2 separate regions of the Mus musculus genome follow, and region 1 is linked to region 2. A link is a contact called in public Hi-C data. All regions are on one chromosome and are shown on one strand. The core of a region is the stretch at or near the end of the contact, and the rest is flanking DNA. Distances in the headings are between cores, read along the strand shown.

What was found. Hi-C and Micro-C count contacts between places; a contact is called where the count stands out from the background.
Region 1: a contact with region 2 is called in a Hi-C map of CD8 T cells, with 2.8 times the contacts expected there. The contact joins the promoter of Phlda1 here to the enhancer-like site in region 2. A contact is called at or near these places in 21 of 39 promoter capture datasets (the 3T3-L1 cell line, 3T3-L1-derived adipocytes, the C10 cell line and 14 more), 5 of 15 datasets of contacts at CTCF or cohesin (CD8 T cells, the G1E-ER4 cell line, the NIH/3T3 cell line and 1 more), 59 of 484 Hi-C or Micro-C datasets (the AML12 cell line, the C2C12 cell line, CD8 T cells and 30 more), 15 of 115 datasets of contacts at active chromatin or transcription factors (CD8 T cells, the NIH/3T3 cell line, embryonic basal ganglia and 8 more) and 3 of 9 other capture datasets (embryonic stem cells, liver and pancreatic islet).

The regions. Positions count from the first base shown.
Region 1 is chr10:111,501,996-111,508,378 of GRCm38.p6, forward strand. It overlaps Phlda1 (pleckstrin homology like domain, family A, member 1), which reads left to right and starts at 4,291. Exons shown (of 2, transcript NM_009344.3): 1 at 4,291-5,653; 2 at 6,065-6,383. The coding sequence starts at 4,410. The coding sequence ends at 5,627.
Region 2 is chr10:111,223,830-111,229,631 of GRCm38.p6, forward strand. Osbpl8 (oxysterol binding protein-like 8) reads left to right here. Exons shown (of 24, transcript NM_175489.3): 3 at 843-879. Among named protein-coding and RNA genes, the nearest start is that of Gm51266, 41 kb to the left of the region's middle. Within about 2 kb of position 2,837, at least 33 of the 459 cell types and tissues checked have an H3K27ac peak or open chromatin away from gene starts, as enhancers often do. A contact at or near this core is called in CD8 T cells, the NIH/3T3 cell line, granulosa cells and 1 more, where this site is marked.

The DNA.
Region 1 (6,383 bases), core at 3,041-5,540, 280 kb after region 2:
ATCAAACAAGTATATTTAAATTTGGTTGGTTTACTTTGTGAGCATACTTTGGAAGATCTTAGGTGGTTCTAAATTTTTTACTTCGTGGTTTCAAAGGCCAGAGTCTTGCTAGGTAACGGGGGCATAAGTACACATAAATACTATTAGACTGGGTAATGGCACAAAAGCCATGGCCCTATTGAAAGCTTTCCATGTTTGCTACTTTCAGTTTTAAGGTGAGTTTAGCTTAGCCTGTTTCTGTGTAATTTCTTTGGTAGTATCCTGAGAAGACAGAAGGAAAATAAAGTCAGTTCCACTGTCCTATCGTCAGCCTGACACCGATAGTCTCCTGGCCTGTGACACTATCTTCTGAGATGCCTATTCTGTGTGTATCAGTCCTGTGTGATTTTGGACTTAGTACTTGATGTTTTCAGTATCATGCGGAGGTTGGTTGTTCAAATGGATAAAAAAACACAGAGTAGAATCTGGTATGAATTGGGAAAGAATTTATAATGACAGTAATAATTGCTGCCATTTAGATTGAAGAAAGCTTAAGCAGTTACTTGGGTGTTTAGTGAAGTGCAGTTTGTTAACTTTTTTTTGAAAATTCCCATTGTGTAGGTCTGACTGGCCTGGGCCTCACTGTGTAGAGCAGGTTGGAAACTCCCAGGTCTCCCTGCCCCCAGGAGCTGCACACCGAGGCATGCCTGGTGCTGGTCAAACTTTGATAGGAAATAAAATTAGGAAGGGATTAGCTGCAGCCTAAGGTGAAGTTTTAAAGCTTTGGGTGACAAAAGGTTGCAGGGTTTGGGAAAGGCAGTGGCGTTAGCATTGCTTGGAGGCCGTTGAATGCTGTGCTGCCCAGTATTCAAGGCAGCCGCCTAGAGCTCCAGTTTGAAGATGCCAGATGCTGATGTGTTCTGTGCCGTGTGCAGATGCACTTCGACTTTCACCTGCCTACCCCTTCTGAAGGGTTGCCTGCAAGGAGTGAAAACTAAAGGCTAGTTTGCAGGGGCTGAGAGTCTCATGGGGGTCCGGGTAGAAGGTAATTAAAAATCTTCTCTAGTACTTGGAGCTGGGCAGGTGGGCTAGAGATGAGTATTTACAAGGCCCTAGGTCCCATGGCCAGCATAAGAAAAGGGAAAGAAAAGGTGCTATGGGCACTGTTTGTTCCATGAAACAGAACGCTGGCAGGGTGGGTGTTGCCAGAGAGCAAACCTCAGTCACTGTAGGTGCTGTTAGGTGATTTAAGATTTACCTCCTTTGAACGCCTCTTGAGGCGTTCAGGTGCACTACATAAACTGGTCACTAGGGGGCATCAGCTCATCAGCCTGTACTGCAAAAAGCTATAGCCCTGAGAAGTCTATTAAAAATTAATAGACTTTAGAAGTTAGAAATTAATTTTTGAGGGTTCCCCCCAAGAAAACTAGGAAATAGTTGGGAAATCTTGGGTTTTATCAATGTGGGTGGGACTATTTGTGTTTTAAACACTGATAAAATACCTGATAATTTCATTGTATAGTAGCTTTTTAACTTTTTTTGTGCATATAGTGGGGTGGCAAGTATGCCATAGCCTTTAAGACCAGCAACTGTAACATCTGAGCCATTTTGTCCACTCTTGTTACTCTTGCAGGCATTGGGATGCTGGTATAGGAATACCTAACACTATTGCTAAAAAACTCCAAGCCCCATGGGATTCAATGTATATGGTAATTAGGGAATAATATGAGTCAAGTTTAGTGCGTGCTGTAGTACGTTTTAAAGATACACCAAGTGCAGATAGGGTTTGCTGGCTAGGTACTGAGAGGAAAGAATGGTGAAAGGCACGTGTTCTCAACGCATTTGCAATCTTTATGACCCATGTGTTGAAGTAGTTAAAAAAAAAAAAAAACCTTGATGACACAGGAAACTGGGAAGCGAGGTCTGGGATTACGGCAGAACACAGCTTGTGCACGGAGCTGGTCTGTTGCCCACACCCGACCTTGCTTCCCTCCCTCCCGCCCTCTGAGCTGTCTAGGCCCCTTGTCCATCAGAGTGCAGGGTGCTGGTGATGAATGCATTCGTTCTCTGCTTGCCATGTAGGTGGTGTATTTAGAGTCCTCAGTGGGTGTGTCCTGAGTAGACATTTTCATGAAATTGGGTCCTAAGGCTTGGAGCTCTAGTGTCTAAACCAGTTCATCCCAGAAGACCTTTTGTATGTTTACTGATTCCTAGTTACATGGTAACTAGAGTTTTCTTTTCAGGGTCCTTTTAAGTAAAATATCCCATTTTCCGTGATCAGTTCTTAAAGTCAAAGGCGCGTTTATAAGAGCTACTGAGTATCAGGCGTTTATAAGAGCTACTGAGTATCTAGCTTGGGGAATCTGCTTCACTCTTTGGCAATAAGTACTTGGCTATGCCAGGAAGGTGGAAAACAGAACACCTTAAAAACAAGTTGAATGAACCATTAATTATGTAAAGGAAAACATTTTTAATGTTTCCTGCATTTTCTGACGATTTATCTTTTGAGGATTTTGTTTGTTTGTTTGTTTTCTTTAGGAAAAAGTCTCTCTAGCCAGTTAAGTGAGGTGGCAGTTGAAATAAACAGAGCAGAGTTTCAGGCTACAAAATTCTGAAACTTAAATTTCCAATAATGGAACTTATTGTGGTCAATGTACACATAGCTTACCACAGAAATACTAATTGTGAAACAGCCAGAGGGAATCAGGGAATTTTAAAGTCTTTAGTCAGAATGAAGTGAACACGTTGGAAATCTATGATGACTGGGCATTTGCAACTGTTTTAGGAAAAATAGTGCCTGGTAAACTGGGCTACAGTTCACAGTTCAGTGCTTTTCCAAATGGGATACCTTTCTCAACTATGCCTCTCTGTGTTGGCTACAAACCTCTACCTGGCTTTAGGGACTCTGGATACTATAAATGCACTTTCCAGATAACAAGAGAATGCTGTTCTGCTGAAAAAAGACAGCTGGTAGTATAGGAACTCTGGAGTGCTGACCTGTTCTACAGAGGTGGGGGAAAGAAATTAAGGTGGTTAGTAATCAGAATTACAAGTCTATTCTTGGTATACACAAAGATAATGCTTATGCATGATCACATTAGAAATCTTTACATTTGTTTTTTTGGGGGGGGGGGGGAATGGGGAACAAAAACGAAAGGCTGTAAAATGAGTCCAAATGTAAGACTCAGAATTGTTTTTTTTGAACTGGTCCATTTGATCAGAACCTTGGGTGAAGGTCCAAGAACTCTGTTTTCGAGAAGACATTTCTGTTAGCTCTCAGATTAAGTTCGAGTTTCATAGCACGACACACGAAAGACTTTGAATAGTTCATCCTCGACATTCTCTTCGATTGGATTCCTGATTCTTCCTGGCGGTGTGGCAGCAGCCCTTGTCTGACCAACAGCCTGTTTTGTCCTATCTCCTTATGGTGAGAGGAGGCTTAGAGGTTATTTTCCCAAACTGGAGACTAGATCTGTGCTTTATAGTCTACCTTATCAGGAAAGGTTTAAAGGCAAGACGGAGACTAGGACTTTCCAGAGTCAGATTCCCACAGGTGTTTGTAGGACATTCGCCAAGGCTTGTGTGTATGACCTCCCAATGCTGGACATCTGCCTACCCTGCTACTGCTGTGGACTGCAAGGTCTGATCTAGAAGGAAACCCGAGGGCCTAGAGAGATGGCACTCCTCGCAGAGGTTCAATTCCCAGAACCTGTTCTAGGGATCTGCTGATTTCTGACCTGCGTTCTCATACAATACGTACTACACACACACAAGCAAAACATACACTCACAAAAACAAAAACCGCTTGGTGAGTCTGGCTATTTTGCCTGTGTTCTGTGGCAGGAAAGGAAGTCAAGAATGTATACCTGGAGTGAGTCCACCCTTATTTCCCTGTCACTACAAACTGGTAGCTTTATTGTTTTGCCTTAGCTAATTGCCCCCAGGAACAACTATTTATTTAATGGCTGAACAACACCAACAACAAAAAAGCTCGAAGCACTCTTGGGTTTTGTTCCCTGAGATGTTTACATAGCTATGGGGGGGGGGGGGGTAATGCCCGCTATGGAACTTCGTCCCCTAAGTTTTATGCCCTTGTCTGGAGTCGGCTCCGCGTTGACCCCAGGGGTGGCTCCCCAGGCCTGCCTGGATCTGCTACCCACCCCCGCAGCGGAGAGCCCACCTGCTAAGGAAGGGCCGGTCCGTGGGGGGATGGTTTTTCGGCGCCCTCTGGGCGTCGGCAGTCGCCGCCCGGCAGCCGCGGCGACCTCAGCGACCGCGTGGAGCCTCCAGGAGTTTCCAGAACCTGCTTCCAGGCGGCGCGGGCGGCCGTGGGCGGTGGGGCGGGGCGGGGGCGGAGCCGGCGGCGGGGCTGGGGCGGAGCCGGCGGCGGGGGGCGTGTCCGCGGCGGGCTCTGGGAAGGCCCCAAGTTAATGAGGCGTACGCCGGCTGCCGAGCGCCTCTCGGAGCTGGGTTTTCCCCCGCGGCGCGGGCGCCAGGAGCCGCCTTTTCCGCTGGGTGTCACTCGGGGGTGGGGAGGGTGGCCCATTGAAAAGCGCCGCGAGGGGCCCCGGCCAGTGCCCTTCAGTGAGCGCTCGCCGGAGGACGGCAGAGAGCAGCCCGCTCACGGCTCCGGGATCTTGTGGCGAGTCAGGACGCGCCTGTCCCTCTGCCGGGACCCCGAGCCACCGCCGCCGCCGCCACCGCTCTGTCTCCTGCGAGTCAGCCTTCTCTGCGCGCTCCGGGCGGGCGGCCGCGGAAGCCGCTGGGGCGAGGACGGCGCAGGGCTGCTACTGCTACCCCCAGCCGGAGCGTCTGGAAGCCTGAAGGCCGAGCGGAGCAGCAGCACCCCTTATGCCGGAAGGATGCTGGAGAACAGCGGCTGCAAGGCGCTGAAGGAAGGAGTGCTGGAAAAGCGAAGCGACGGGCTGCTGCAGCTCTGGAAGAAAAAGTGCTGCATCCTCACCGAGGAAGGGCTACTGCTCATACCGCCCAAGCAGCTACAACAGCAGCAGCAGCAGCAACAGCCCGGGCAGGGGACGGCCGAACCGTCCCAACCTAGTGGCCCCACCGTCGCCAGCCTTGAGCCACCAGTCAAGCTGAAGGAATTGCACTTTTCCAATATGAAGACTGTAGACTGCGTGGAGCGCAAGGGCAAGTACATGTACTTCACTGTGGTGATGACGGAGGGCAAAGAGATCGACTTTCGGTGCCCCCAGGACCAGGGCTGGAACGCCGAGATCACGTTGCAGATGGTGCAGTACAAAAATCGCCAGGCCATACTGGCGGTCAAGTCTACCAGGCAGAAGCAGCAGCACCTGGTCCAGCAGCAGCCTCCGCAGACGCAGCAGATCCAACCCCAGCCCCAGCCGCAGATCCAACCCCAGCCCCAGCCGCAGATCCAGCCTCAACCCCAACCCCAGCCCCAACCTCAGCCCCAACCTCAGCCCCAACCCCAACCCCAACAGCTCCACTCCTACCCGCATCCGCATCCTCATCCTTACTCTCACCCGCACCAGCACCCACACCCGCACCCGCACCCGCACCCTCACCCTCACCCTCACCCGTACCAACTCCAGCACGCGCACCAGCCTCTTCACTCGCAGCCGCAGGGTCACCGGCTTCTCCGCAGCACCTCCAACTCTGCCTGAAGAGGGCGGCACCCGGGCCACTCAAGGTAAGGTCCTGGCAACCTGGGACACCTAGAAACGTGCCAGCATGGCTGTTGGGAAGAGTAGGAAGCTTGTTGACCGATTTCGCTCCCGAAGCAAAGTTTAAAAAAAAAAATCGTTTCAAGTTTCTGGAGAGGTGGAAAGAAGATGGGCAAGCCGGAGCTTGTAGAGGCAGGGCGGGGAGAGAAGAGCCGGAGGAATTCCGCCAGGGAGCAGGGCACGGGGACCACCTACCCACCACCGTGGTGATCACTCTTGTTCAGTGCCATCCTCCTTTGGGCTGCTTTATTGTGTGCCTCCGCACCAACGTAAAGACCTTGGTGTCCTTCTGGGCACTCGGTCCTTTGTACTGGCCGGGAGGGAACAGGGTCTTGACTCCTGAGTCACTCATTTCATTCCGTGTCCTTTCTTTCCAGGTTTTGAGGACTTCGGAAAGTGGGAAGAGTGCATTGCTATTCAGTTCACTTGGATCAAAACCAACAGAGTCTCCCCACCCCGCGCCTGATCAAGTAGTTTGGACTTCACCCGACGGATAACGCGCGCTTGCAGTTCCCTCGTAGTTTTCTGCATAATGTTCATCACAGTTGCAGGAAGCAGATTTTGCGTCGAGATGACTTTATTTATGGACCTTTGGAAGGATCACCTAACGTAATGGACCTTTGTAGGAACAATTTATGTACTGTAATTTTATTTTAATGTTATTTTGGATTATGATTATTTATTAGTTTTTTTATG
Region 2 (5,802 bases), core at 1,587-4,086:
AAGTTCTTCATTAAAGAACTGAGTCTTCCACTTGGCGTGGTAGAACATAGGCGATTGAAGGAGGAGGACTGTGGGTTTGAAGTCAGCCTAGGATACTTAATGAGGTCGTGTTGGGGTGGGCAGCATGGGATGTGCTTTTGACTTCCTAAAGGATTAGTAGCTGTAAATTATGCTTGTCTTTAGTCAGTCCTAAGAAAATTATGTCTGACTTAAAATTTATCCTGGGGTTATTTGTCTGACAACTGTTTCTCTTTTTATTTTTGCCATTGGTTTAAAAATGATCTATTTTATCGATGTCTTTGTAGAACCTATATCTTGCTTGACTTATAATATTCTAACACTAAATCTCTGTAGAGTGCTCTAATGGTGTGTATAACTAATGCTTACTAGTGATTGAGTGTTAGGTACTTGTAAAGCTTTCCATTTAAAAGGGTAAGTAACCACGAGTGAGCTTAGATTTCTGAATGGTCCTTCCTGCTGCTTAGCCCTCTCTTGAACTGTAATCAGGAGAAACGTTTGCTTAGAGTAATTGTAAAGCAGCGTGCTTTGGTGATTCTGCTGTCTCTTCGTAGCTTCACTTCCCCAAGTTTAAGCAAATATCTGGTATCACCTAAGCCAAGGTTTAAGTGTTATTTTGTTTTGTTTTGGTTTTGTTTTGGGTATATAGAAGGAAATGCCTTATAAATTATGATGATTGAAACTACTGTGCACGTGCCTCCTACTCACAGACTAACGCTGTTCTTCTTGTCCTTTTGTCTTGCTGCTGCTTCCGTCCGTCCGGTGTTTGCTTCTCCCTGGTTTGGATTGTGTGTGTTTGCTGCTCAATTCCTCTGCCTTAAAAGCTTCTTGGTGATAGCAAAGATGTCCTTGGGCCATCAAGTAAGTAGCTAACGTTGGAATGTCATGTTTTAAGGACGCAATAATATTGTTGGTGTTACTTACAAATGAAAAATAGTGTTTCAGTTTTGCTTGTGAGATGCTCAGTGACCAGTGTTCACCTGCTGCTATGATCTGTGTGAGCCACAGAGTCTGTACCTAATCACAGTCATCCAGAGCAGTGGCTTGCACCCTGCAGGGCCAGACCACCCCTTCACGCTCCGGAAAGCAAGAGCTTTACATAAGATTCAGGACAGTAGCAAGATTACACTCATGAAGTAGCAATGAAAATAATTTTATGGGGGCTGGAGAGATGGCTCAGAGGTTAAGAGCCCTAACTGCTCTTCCAGAGGGCCTGAGTTCAGTTCCCAGCAACCACATGGTGGCTCACAACCATCTGATGCCCTCTTCTGGTGTATCTGAAGACAGGAACGATGTACTCATATAAATAAATAAATAAATAAATAAATAAATAAATAAATAAACAAACAAACAAACAAATAAATAAATCTTTTTTAAAAAAATAGGTTTAAAAAGAAAAAATAATTTTATGGCCAGTGTCACCACAACACGAGAAACTGTATTTTGGAAGCATTAGGAAAGTTGAGAAACCACTAAGTTAGAAGCTAATTCAATATTTAGTAAGACCTCCTTCTTAAAAAAAGGGACCTATTTACTGCCTTTTGAAACTGAGAAAGTGTTTTCATTTATAGAATTTTAATAGAGTAATTGGATTGTCATTTTTGTTTGTATTTTGGAGCTTTTTATGAAAGCATGTTTTATTTTAGAGATCTAGAAACCCTTTAAGATAAATTATATTCAATTTACTGTAACAGATTTTGCTGGTTTTGTTGTTGTTTTCTGGATAGGGATGGACATTGTGGTGGCTTTTGAATAAGCACAGCAAATAAAACATGCCACCTCAGATGGTTTTAGTCCATTTAGACAGTGACGGGAGCAGCTGACATTAGAAATCATAGCAGCACTGAACTGAACAGTGCTTCCGAGATCAGTTCATTAAACCCTGATCCTCCAGGGTAAGCCTGAAGCTCGGCTCTGCAGAAGCACGGTCCACTGAGGACTGCTAGTACTATGCTAAGCACTGAGAGCAAAGCCTAACAGAGTAATTACAATTTTATTCCATCATAAATTGAACAGAGGTTTTGATTTTTATTGAATGACAGACACATTTGAAACTAATTTCAAAGTTTGTATTTATATTTAGTAGTCACCTCACTGTTGCAAGCCATCTCTGTGCTCTGGGCCTCATTTGGGGGGGATTCAAAGAAAGGGAATGAGCAAGATAATGGCAAAAGTTCTTCATAATGAGGTTTCAGGTGCTGTTCTAAAGAGAGGGCAAATGGTGACATGAATGTGGTTACATGGTCACGTAACAAAGCCATAATTTCTATAATTAATATATATGTATATCTGTGTATATATATCTTTGGTCTGTGTTAGTTTTTTCTCTCAAATAAATTAGAAAGAATATTTAATTTTTTATAGAAAGCTAATTTAAAGTAATACACTATTTCTTTTAACTCACAGCAGTTCGTTCTTACAATATGATACATATTACACGCAATATTACCAGGTAGTGGAAAACAAAAGTAGAAGAACATAAATCTCTTTGTACACATTTTTTATTATTCCAAGAATATTTTTAAATCTTAAAACGCCTTACAGATATCACTAAATCTTACTAGTACCTTAATTTTATATAAGAAAGGCTCAAATCTTCAGGGCAGTCAGGCGGACTTGCAGATTACCTAGGTATCTTATGTTAGCTTCCATGCAGCAGAAGAGAAATGCCAGAAGTTGCAAACGCCTTTAAAGTTTGACGAGTTGCTGAGGGTGTAGGGAGGGTGATCGGTTACCTGGCACAGTAACTGTTAGCAACTGTTATGTTATGCCAGTGTGCTTGCTGTTCAGTGGGAGAAGCTGCCCAGCAGCTGCATGCACTATAAGTGGAGCCAGCAGGGGGCACTGTAGTGTCACCATTGGCAGGTGAGTCACTTGTTAAGAAGCTGTGCTGCCACAATGATTCCTTTGCCAAATAGCTTTTCACTTATTTAGCAAATAGTTATCAGTTGTGCCAGTGTAAACACACAACAACAAAGTCATTGTACTTTTTAAGCTCTGTTCAGATATTGCACTGTTATAGACTTCCTGTAGGGCACTACTAATTTGTGTTATGAAGAGAAATGTTTATGAACTAGTTGAGACAAAACACACAGGAAGATGGGCTCTCTGTCTTACTGTAAAGCAGTCTGAAAAAGAGGTTGCTTGAGAGCTGGGCATGGAGACACAGGCCTGTAATGCCAGACCGGCAGGAGCACATGAGGTCTCTCCACTTTGGGCTCTTCTTTGGAGAAGCACGTAAACACTGGGACGGAAAGGTGGGCAGAACTGTTTTCCTGTGTATGTAGTGGAGTTACTTAAACACATGCCTGTGTGTACTAACGAAATGCACAAACATGCTGTAATCGCTTCCTTTTCTCTAGCTTGTGGCTCTCCCTAGACATGATGACTATGTTGTGGGTTTTTTAATCTTTTATTTTTTGATTTTTTTTTTTGCTTGAGAAGGGGTAAGGATTTGTTTTTAAATTTTAAATTTTTAAAATTACATATGTATCTCAGGGTGTGTGTGTATGTGTGTGTGTGTTAGCGTCCATGTGGTCACAGTATGCATTTGGAGGTCAGAGGACGATTTGTGTATATCAGTTTTCTTGTCCCACTATGTGGGTCCTGAATGTGGCTCATCACACTGGGTGGCAGGTGCCTTTACTGTTGAGCTTGGCTTGCTTTTTATTTCTTACACATTTTTTTTTCTGATACTAAAATTTAAATCCAGAACCCCCCTCTCACACATGCTAAGCACATGCCCTGTCAACACTGGTTTTTAAGCACTGTACCGGAGTGTATGTAATATGTTGGGAACTGGCTTTTCATAGTTGATGTTCTGTTTCTGTGACTCACGCATGCTGTTTGACCCAGAAGCAGACGGCATATGCTATTGTAGCTTATGCTTGTGTCACAATTTATTAACCCACTTTATTATTTTATTTTTATGAGACAGAGTCACTGTGTAGGACCAGCTTGGCTAGAACCTACTGTGAGGAGTAGGCTGCTCCTGAACTAACAGAGATCTCCTTGCCTCTGCCCTTGGAGTACTGGGATTAATGATGTACACCATCCTTGGATAACACATTTAGTTTGTTTCGTTTTAGAATTATTATTGTTGCTGTGTTTATGAGTGTGCATGCTCTGTACCTAGTGCCAGCAGAAGTCAGATGAGGGTGCTGGACCCCCTGGAGCTGAAGTTGTAGATGGTTGTAGTTGCCATGTGGGCATGGGAATCTAAAGCCGGGGCCTCTGAAGAGAGCTAGTGCTTGTAACTACTGAGCCATCTCTCTAGTACTTCTTACCTCCTCTGTTTTATTTTTTAATTGGTGAGTATTTAAGCTCTTTGAATTTTGTTTTTGTTTTACTTTGTTTGGTTTCTGCAAAGCATTGTCTTAGTTAGGGTTTTACTGCTGTAAATAGACACCATGACCAAGGCAACTCTTACAAGAACAACATCTAATTGGGCTGGCTTACAGGTTCAGGGAACATGGCAGCATCTAGGCAGACATGGTGCAAGAAGGGCTGAGAGTTCTACATCTTCATCTGAAGGCTGCTAGCAGAATACTGGCTTCCAGGCAGCTAGGATGAGTATCTTAAAGCCCATGCCCATAGTGACGGACCTCCTCCAACAGGGCCACATCTTCTAATAGAGCTACTCCATAGGCTGAGCATATACAAACCATCACATTTCACCCCTGGCCCTTATAGGCTTGTCCAAACATATGAATCTATGATGACCATACCTAACCATAGCATAATGCAAAAATACATTTAGTCCAACTTCCAAAGTCCCCATGGTCTATAGCAGTCTCAACAATGTTAAAAGTCCAAAGTTCAGTCTCTCTGAGATTCAGTCATTTAACTGTAATGTCCAAAGCAAGACAGGAAACCAGCTAAAAACTCCAAACTCTGCGTCTCCATGTCTGATGTCAAAGCAGTCTTCAGATATCCAGCTCCTGTTTCATCTTTGTTAACTGCAACAAACTTCTTTCTCCTGGGCTGGTACCACTCCCTGTTAGCAGCTTTTCTTAGCAGATAGACCATGACTCTGGCATCTCAAACATCTTAGGCTCCTCCAAAGGGCTGGCATCACTTCTCCATCTCTGTTCTCTGTAGCACTCTAAGCTCATGTTGATCCACTCCACTGCCACTGCTGTTCTTGGTGATCATCCCATGGTATTAGCATCTCCAATACATTGAGGTCTTCTGCTGCAATGAGGTTTGACCAATAACCTCTTATGGGCTCTCTTCATGGTGCCAAGTCTCAACTCGTTTGCATGACCCCTTCAGTCCTGGGCTGTCAACTGCAACTGAGGCTGCACCTTCACCAATGGCCTTCCCTAGCCTCTCACAGTGCCGAGCCTCAGCTTGTTCTTTATGACGCCTTCATGCATTCAAGACCGGGACTAAAGGTATATAGTCCACCAAGCCTGGATTTAAGTTTTTCTTCACCTAGAATTTGCTCTGTTCTAGGCTGGCCTTGAATTCAGATATCTGCTTGTCCTTGCCTTCTGGGATTAAAGGCTTATACTACCATGCCTGGACCTAAATTTAGCTGGATGGAATCTTGCTCCAAGGTCATTACTCCCTTAATTCAATGAAATATTGTGGAACACAGGATTCAGCTCCATTTCACTTTCTGATGTTCTCTCTCTTTTTTTTTTTTTTTGTTTCTACTTCTTTTTTTTTTTCCATTTTTATTAGGTATTTAGCTCATTTACATTTCCAATGCTATACCAAAAGTCCCCCATACCCACCCACCCCGACTCCCCTACCCATCCACTCCCCCTTTTTGGCCTT